Linked DNA regions of Capsicum annuum: region 1 is linked to region 2. A link is a contact called in public Hi-C data. All regions are on one chromosome and are shown on one strand. Each heading gives the region's core, a stretch centred on a gene start, on an enhancer-like site or on the middle of the called end of the contact. The rest is flanking DNA. Distances are from core to core; before and after follow the strand shown. Region 1 holds the start of LOC107843335 (ras-related protein RABE1a). Region 2 holds the start of LOC107843337 (short-chain dehydrogenase TIC 32 B, chloroplastic).

The links. Hi-C and Micro-C count contacts between places; a contact is called where the count stands out from the background.
Region 1: a contact with region 2 is called in a Hi-C map of bud, with 2.6 times the contacts expected there. The contact joins the promoter of LOC107843335 here to the promoter of LOC107843337 in region 2. A contact is called at or near these places in 2 of 5 Hi-C or Micro-C datasets (bud and placenta).

What each region holds. Positions count from the first base shown.
Region 1 is chr10:172,720,145-172,724,133 of UCD10Xv1.1, forward strand. LOC107843335 (ras-related protein RABE1a) reads left to right here and starts at 2,286. Exons shown (of 9, transcript XM_016687573.2): 1 at 2,286-2,437; 2 at 2,547-2,673. The coding sequence starts at 2,601.
Region 2 is chr10:172,523,962-172,528,180 of UCD10Xv1.1, forward strand. LOC107843337 (short-chain dehydrogenase TIC 32 B, chloroplastic) reads left to right here and starts at 1,261. Exons shown (of 8, transcript XM_016687576.2): 1 at 1,261-1,516. The coding sequence starts at 1,405.

The sequences.
Region 1 (3,989 bases), core at 1,036-3,535, 200 kb after region 2:
GTTGTACTCTAACAATAATAATTAGTATAAATAAGACTATGGCCCCGTTTGGATAGGCTGGAAAAAATGACTTTCAAAAAGTTCTTTAAAAGTGCTAAACTTATTTTAAAAATAAGCAGTTGCTGTCTGGATAAAAGTACTGAAACTAAAAAAAGTTGTTGATTTGCTAGGTAAACAAGTGTTGTTAAGCACTTTTTTTTAATCAAAATGTCTGAAATACCCTTAAAGCTGTTAACAATATATAGAGTTAATTATTATTAATTTTTATTTCTAAAATGATTCAAATTAAAATTAAGAGAAAATGGTCTATTACCCCCAACCTTTAGTCGAAATCCCTACTACACACTCAACCTTTACGAGAGTCTCATTACCCCTCTAAATATTTTTTTACTATATTTTATACCCCTTCAATTATTGACCTGTCATGGGAGGTAAGACCATCCCCAATAGGCGCGTCAATTGAGGCTTCAACTCTACAAAATCAGTATTTTTAAGTGCCACGTGTATAATACATGTCATTATTTTTAATTATTAAATAATTTTGTCTTCTCCAATTAATAAAAGACCCAACGATAATACTTCATCTCCAAACGCCAAATCTCATCTCTTGTATTTCCTTGGAGACAACTGGGCTGAGCTCAGCCTTAATAAGGCGGTGAAGTTTGCCTTTCTGGGTGGTAGTGCGATGGTGAGGGGCGGTGATACACAATGATAGAATAAAGAGTATGAGAACAAATACAGCTCCAGCAAAGATCCCAATAACCACCCAATAAAATTATCAAAGGGGAATAGTGAATGAGTGTGGTTTTTGAATGTTTATGGAAAATAGAGTTTTTCGGTAAGATATCTGATCGAAATGTTGGTGTTTCCAGTGGATTTATGGCGAGATGGGTTTGTTTCGGGCATTTTCATCGCGAATTTGGTATTTTCGATCGTTTTCTCGTGGGCTTTGGTCGGAAAAAGATGGAAAAAATAAGATGGATTCGCCGGAGTTATTCCGGCAAAATTTCGTCGGTGAAAGATTAAAAAAGAAGTTGTTTTCTCTTTCGATGGACCTCCCTTCTCTGTTTTTCCCACTTTCTCTCTCTTTTCTTTCAATATTTCTCCCCTCTCTCGCGTATGGCTGTGTGTAGTAGTCTGTGTATTGTGTGCACTTCTTTATGTGTAGTGTTGTAGATGGTGAGTGTGTGTATAGAGAGCTGAGAGGTGTGAGTGTCATCCATGGAAATGGCGTTGTAGGAGGGAACTAAAAAAATAGGTGGGCCCGACGCGTGTACACACGCATGTCCAATTGTTTGGTTTATATTGACAGGTCAGCAATTGGAGAAATATAAAATACAGTAAAAAAATGTTTAGAGTGATAATGAGACTCTCATAAACGTTGAGTGTATAGTTGGAATTTCGACTAAAGATTGGGGGGTAATTGACCATTTTCTCTAAAATTTATATATTTTTAATTCAGTTATATATATATATATATATATATATATATATATATAATATAATATTTTCATAAATGACTGTTAAATTTATGCGCTAAAAAAATCTTTAGAAGAAATTGAATTATTTAATGCTCGATAGTTATTTTGAAACATTATTAATTTTAATTCATACTCTTTCTTAGCAAGGATGAAATTAGAATTTTGAATTAAAAATATAAAAGGTAAAAAATATTTAGATAAAAATAGGTTTATCAAAATTTTTTTAGATAAAAAATAGGTTTTCTTGAAAGGAAAAAACAAACAAAAAATAATAAAAAATATAATACATAAATAGTATACATTGTCAGCAAGCTACCACGTATACTTAAATTTTTTATAATAATATCCTTTGTTTGAATATTATTAATTATTTTAGTAAAATATATATTGTTACAAAAATATAATTTAATATAATATAAAAAATTGAATTAAAAAAAATTCAATCGTTATAAAAATTGCTATAGATCATGGATCATGAATGTTATAAGTGAAAATTATAGGGGCTACGAGGATAATTTTAGAATAAGTAAAAATTATAAGGGATACAAAAGTCATTTATTTGGTCAACTTTCAATGGATTATAAGCTAAAAAAAATAAGTAGGGAGTGACCAACTTCTATCTTTTGACTTATCTTTTGACTTTTAAAAAGACAAAATTAACTTTTTCTAAGCAATTTTTTAAATTGTCACATACTCCTAAATCCAAAAATAACTTTTAAGTCATTTTGATCAAATTATAATTTAATCCAAACACCCTCCGTACCATTTACATAAATTGACCAAGTAAAAGCATGAAGTCAAAGTCAAAGGAAAAAATAAGGAAAAACGAAATTCAATGAGAGGCCCGGTGGTACTGCGGTAAAATTTTATTTTTATTTCCCCTTTAAATAAATAAAGTGTTAAATAGATCTCCCACGTATATTCAACCTCTCTCTCTTCACGTTTCTCCGACTCCGGTACGTATTTTGTGTTTATAATTATCTTTCTCTACAAAACCCTAAATTCTATAAATTTGTGTTTTATTCAAATGTTTAAAACTTTATTATTTCGTGTCCCACTCTCTAGGGTTTGCAATTCATCATAATATTTTCCTGGGATTCGTGAGAAATCAAAAGGGAAATGACTGCTCCACCTGCTAGAGCTCGTGCCGATTACGATCAACTCATCAAACTACTCTTGATTGGTGACAGCGGTAATTATTTTCTTCTTCTTTTTTTTCTTCCATTTATTCAATATTATTGGTGGTCAAATAAGTCTTGCATTTGAGATATAGTGAGTAGTTGTTAGACGTGTTGTTTTGTTCAATTATTTACTACACTTTCTATGACCATTTATGCCAACTTGCTTGTTAATTTTAATTGAAGATGTATTTTACTGAACCAATTTTATTAATGATGTTTGAAACTCTAAATTTTACTACTACTACTACTTTATGCCCTTATTTAGTACTACTGAAGGGCAGAAATGAAAATAAAATTCCCTTGGTTTTATAATTTGGGCAAATAAATTCTCTTGGAACAAGCAGGGGAAGAGCTAGACTTGGAGTTGTCCCACAAGCTAAGTTGTGCGAACACTTCACTTTTGATGCCGTACCAATACCTACTTTTGGACAATCCGACGCACACCCATTGACATTTTTGAAGAGTTCGAGCAACATAGCCCTCCAATTACTGTTTTTAGTATGGGAGTCAAGTAATATGAAACAGAGGGGAGTACATCATATTCCCTCCATTTCATTTTATTTGGTCCCTATACTAAAAAACAAATGTTTCATTTTGCTTGTTAGTTTTAGCAAATCTAGTTACGTAGATAGTTTTATTACTTTTTTTTTCACACTACCCCTAGTATTAAATAATTATATAAAGTAATAATCCTTGAATTTGTAGGAGCTATTGAGCAAAAAATACTCCAATACTGCACTACATGATGTCAAATTAAGTATCTAGGGCGTACACATTATAAGCACCATATTATGCCAGGCATCTGTTGTTTGGGCACATAAGGTGTGTGCTTACAACCTGATCTATGTTGCTTCTTGATCCTTCATCCATTAATGCTCCCCTTCATAAATTAACAACCTTCTCCTCAAGTCAGAAATCTTAAAATAATTAGTACTCTATCCCAAACAAAAAGATAAAGACTACCACAAATCGATAGATAACCACAGATAAAATAGACTGTACATATAAAGATAATCATAGTGCTATCCCTTTTTCCCTTGAGTAGTACTAGAGAGTTTTCAAACTTCTAAGTTTTAGATGAAGGTTTTGGAAAGTCGTTAGCATGTCAAGAAGAGCTTCTTCTGTAATCCTCAGCCCCCTATAGTTCTTTTCTCATTTCACTAATTAGATGACTTAGTCGACAAAAATATTTGAAAAACCTCCTCAAGCACAATAGTTCTCATTGGAACAAATCAAGGAACCTCACTGAATGCTACTGTTAACATGATAGTATATCGCTAAACAAACAAATGAATAGCTCAATATTTCTCACCAAGCTCAAATCTTC
Region 2 (4,219 bases), core at 11-2,510:
GTGTTGGGTATCAAGAAAATCCTATTGGGAGCGACACCCACAAAATGGGTCCTGCAGTGAGTGATTCAAATTAATCGGGGCTTCAATGTAGATATCGTACACCGAGTGGAAAACCAAAAAATTTTTATATAAACGCTCTGAAAGTAATTTCAATAGTGATGCATAACTTCAATTTTTCAAGCTTCTATTAAAGGATGAGATATTTTCCACCGTAGGAGAGGCTAAGGTTCTATACTTTAAACCTAAATGTATGTACATAAAGGGATCATGCTCCCCTCCATGTAATGGACAGAAATAACTTTTTGGTTATGAATTTATTGAAATCATAACTTTTAGCATAAGAGATTTGTTGTTGAGGTAAGTAGTTCACTAATATTCATCGATGAGGTTAATTCTTCTACATAATTAAATTGCTTTTGTCTTATATAAAGTATAATGTGCTCATTTTCAAGATTACAAATTTCCTTCTCTTCTTATAAAGAGTTATATGTGAATATCTTTTGAATCGTGATGGTATTAAAAAAGAAAATTACACCGTAATATATAGTATACATAATACATGTAGCTAAATCTATTTTCTTACATTATTAAATATTTAGAAGACAATTTAATGCATGGGCGGGGCTAGACGCAATCCCCATCACCGGAAAATATGTTACTACAAATAAATATTAAATAAATATTAAATCCCCTTATCTTTTTCGTGTATTAAATTTTCATATTTTGTACTCGCTCTGTGATTATTTTTCTTTTTAATCCGTTTAAAAAAGAATAATTCATTTCTTTTTTTAACAACTTTTTAATTTTAACTTCTCACATGGCATGTTCAAGATCATAAGATTGACGGACATTTTGCTACATTTGACATATCTTTAATTTAACACCACAAGATTCAAAAGTCTTTTTATTTTCTTAAACTTCGTGTCAAATCAAACTAGGTCATTCTTATTTAAACGGAGGAGTATCATTTAGTAAAAAAAAAAAAATTGATTCCATCACTAATGACATCCCTTTTTTTGTTCAACCTAAATATGAAAAAACAGTTGAGAAGCTAGTGAAGGGTAATTTAGGAGGGAGTAACCGATTGGAACATTGTATGCGTGTACATGTCGTTTTGTCTAACAAATTTACTACCAACAATCTCCCAAAATCTTACTTTCTCATTTTTGTTTTGCACTCTATATATCAAACGTAACCCACTGTCACAATCATTGTCCATTTTGCCACTTCTAACTTCTATCTTTAATTATTTCGATCTTTTCGTTCCCCGCACCACTTTAATTTGTATATATATATACATATTATAGGTTCTGCTTTTTGATCACTTCACATCACAACTTACAATCTTTCTCTTTCTCTTGTAGAAAAAAAACACAATAATTTGATTGTTCTTCAAAAGGGAAGATGTTGAGGTTGATAACAGGAAGAAGAGGAGCAAGTGGATTTGGATCAGCTTCTACTGCTGAGGAGGTTACTCAAGGCATTGATGCTACCCCTTTCACTGTTATTATTACAGGTTTGTTTCACATTTATTGTGTATTTTTTAATTAATAAGTACATTTCTTCAAATTTATGTGCTCATTTTAGTCCGTATAAAAAAAAAGCCCACAATTTTGTAATTAGAAAAAATTCTAACTTTAAAAGTCACTTCTTGATGAAATGTGTTAAAGCATAACAAATATCTAAAACTTTTATGATCACACATTTTAAAAAGAAAAACATTTCATAAATTCTATGTCAAGTCAAATAATATCAAAAGTACTAGTCAGAATTAAAATTATTTTTAAAGGTATGAGTTTATATCTACCCTTTTATTTAAATTTGACACATATTAATGCCACGTGTCGAAATCGACAAGGTGGATCCACCTCCAAGTGGTCGGTATTTGGGTTGGAAAGCAGCGCCTGTGTTTTCACTAATGGCTGATCATACTGCTGTCGATCATGCATACAGTTTATTAGATTGTAACCCAGATAATAGGCAGAGCTAAAATTTAAAATTCCATCAATTAAATTTACTATAAGCATGATCACTAGAAGAGCATGCAAAAGCGACATTAATTAGAGAGGGTTTAGTTAAGACTGTAACATTAGTAATTTTTTTTTTTTTTGCATGAGCTTAATTTTTTTAACTAATCTTTTTAATTTGTGAAAGAGATAATAAGAACAGGGGAACGTGTTTGGTTTGTGTTATGAAAATCTCTATCATTAATTATACTTGTGTAACCTTTAGACCGTCTTTTTTTTTTCCACCACCTTTAGGACATTTGACAAACTCCATCTGTTTAAAAAAAAAAATAACATATTTTGACTTGACACAGAGTTTAAAAAAATAAAGAAGATTTTTGAATCTTGTGATCTTAAATTAAAGTTGTGTCAAATGTCTCAAAATCCCCTTTAATTTTGTTGTCCTAAACATGCCATGTGGAAGGTTGAAATTAAAGTATTGCCAAAAAAGAAAAGGAATTTTTCTTTTTGAAATGGACTAAAAAGAAAAGTAGGTCATTCTTTTTTAAACGGAGGGAGTATATAGAATTTAAGAGGGAAACAGAGAAAAAAAAGTCAACTAATAGAGTGTGTTTGGGGTAAATTTCATACATGATCACTTAACTTTGTATCTATTACCCAAAAGTCACTTTTCATTCATTCATTTCATCCATGGTCACTTAACTTTTATCTATTAAGCAAAAGTCACTTTTCTTTCATTTATTTCATCTATGGTCATTTAACTTTATTCCGACCATCACAAAAGTCATTATGATTGAATTTTACAATAATTCCATCGGAAAAATGATGTGATAACCTTAATTAGTTTTTAATTTTAATTTAAGTTAATATATAATATATTACTCATATCTTGACCTTTTTTATATGTGCATAACCCAATTTTCCTTATGGATTATTTAATAAAAGAATATCAATTTTTTAATAGATTAGATTATCTATTGAAAACTATTTACATAAAAAAATTTGATTTATATTTTTATGAAATAAAATTATACTTATATATTCTTAAAATCCTCTAAATTTGAGACATGTGTTGGTAAATTATATTTTTCCACTAATATATTATGGCATGTAGTTGATAAAATTATTTTTCTCCCTTTAAAATTATGACATGTAGTTGATAAAATTATTTTTTTCATACATTATTTTTCTTGCCACTTGAGTCTTTGCATTCGGTATATCATAATAATATGATAAACTACTCTATTTATTGAGTTTGTCTTTGTATTTTTAGTTGTTTAACTAATCAATTAATTCTCTTAAAATTTTTATTATAATATTCAATTTCTGATAAATTACATATTGTTTAATTAATTTAATTTATAAATATAAATAGATATCCTATAATTTCTTTATCTATTAAAGTAATTATATTTTATAACTTTTATTAACAAAACTGTATGTTAATATAACATTATTTGTACAAATTTTGACAATACTTATTCAATGACACAATTAAAAAGATTTTATTTTAAAACTATCTTTAACATGTTGATTTATCTTCAAAGAATTAAAATAATTTTTTTTTTAAAAAAATATCATACATGTATTTCTATTTTATGTGTTTTGAAGAATTTGTCTTGTTTATCACTCTTTTTCGATGCACCTTTTTGGAAGATGAATGCAATACTATGAAATATTTCATAAAAATATCAACCAAAATTTTTTATGTAAATAGTCTTCATTAGGTAATCTAATCCATTAAAAAATTGGTATTCTTTCATTAAATAATCTATAAGGAAAATTGGGTTGTACACATATAAAAAAGGTCAAGATATGAGTAATATATTAGATATTCACTTAAATTAAAATTAAGAATTAATTAAGGTTGCCACATCATTTTTTCGATGGAATTATTGTAAAATCCGGTCATAGTAACTTTTGTGATGGTCGGAGTAAAGTTAAATGACCATGGATGAAATTAATGAAAGAAAAATGACTTTTGCATAATAGATACAAAGTTAAGTGACAATGGATAAAATGAATGAAAGAAAAGTGACTTATGCGTAATAGATACAAAGTTAAGTGACCATGGATGAAATTTACCCAGTGTGTTTGGTTTGAAGAAAATATTTTCCTTAAGAAGTCTGGGAAAATATTGAAAGAACGCATAATGTCTATGAACGATTTTCTTACTTATTTTTTGGTGCTCATGAACAAATAAGTCGAAAGTATTGTTCAATAGTTTTTGAGGTTCTTTATTCGTTCAAAAA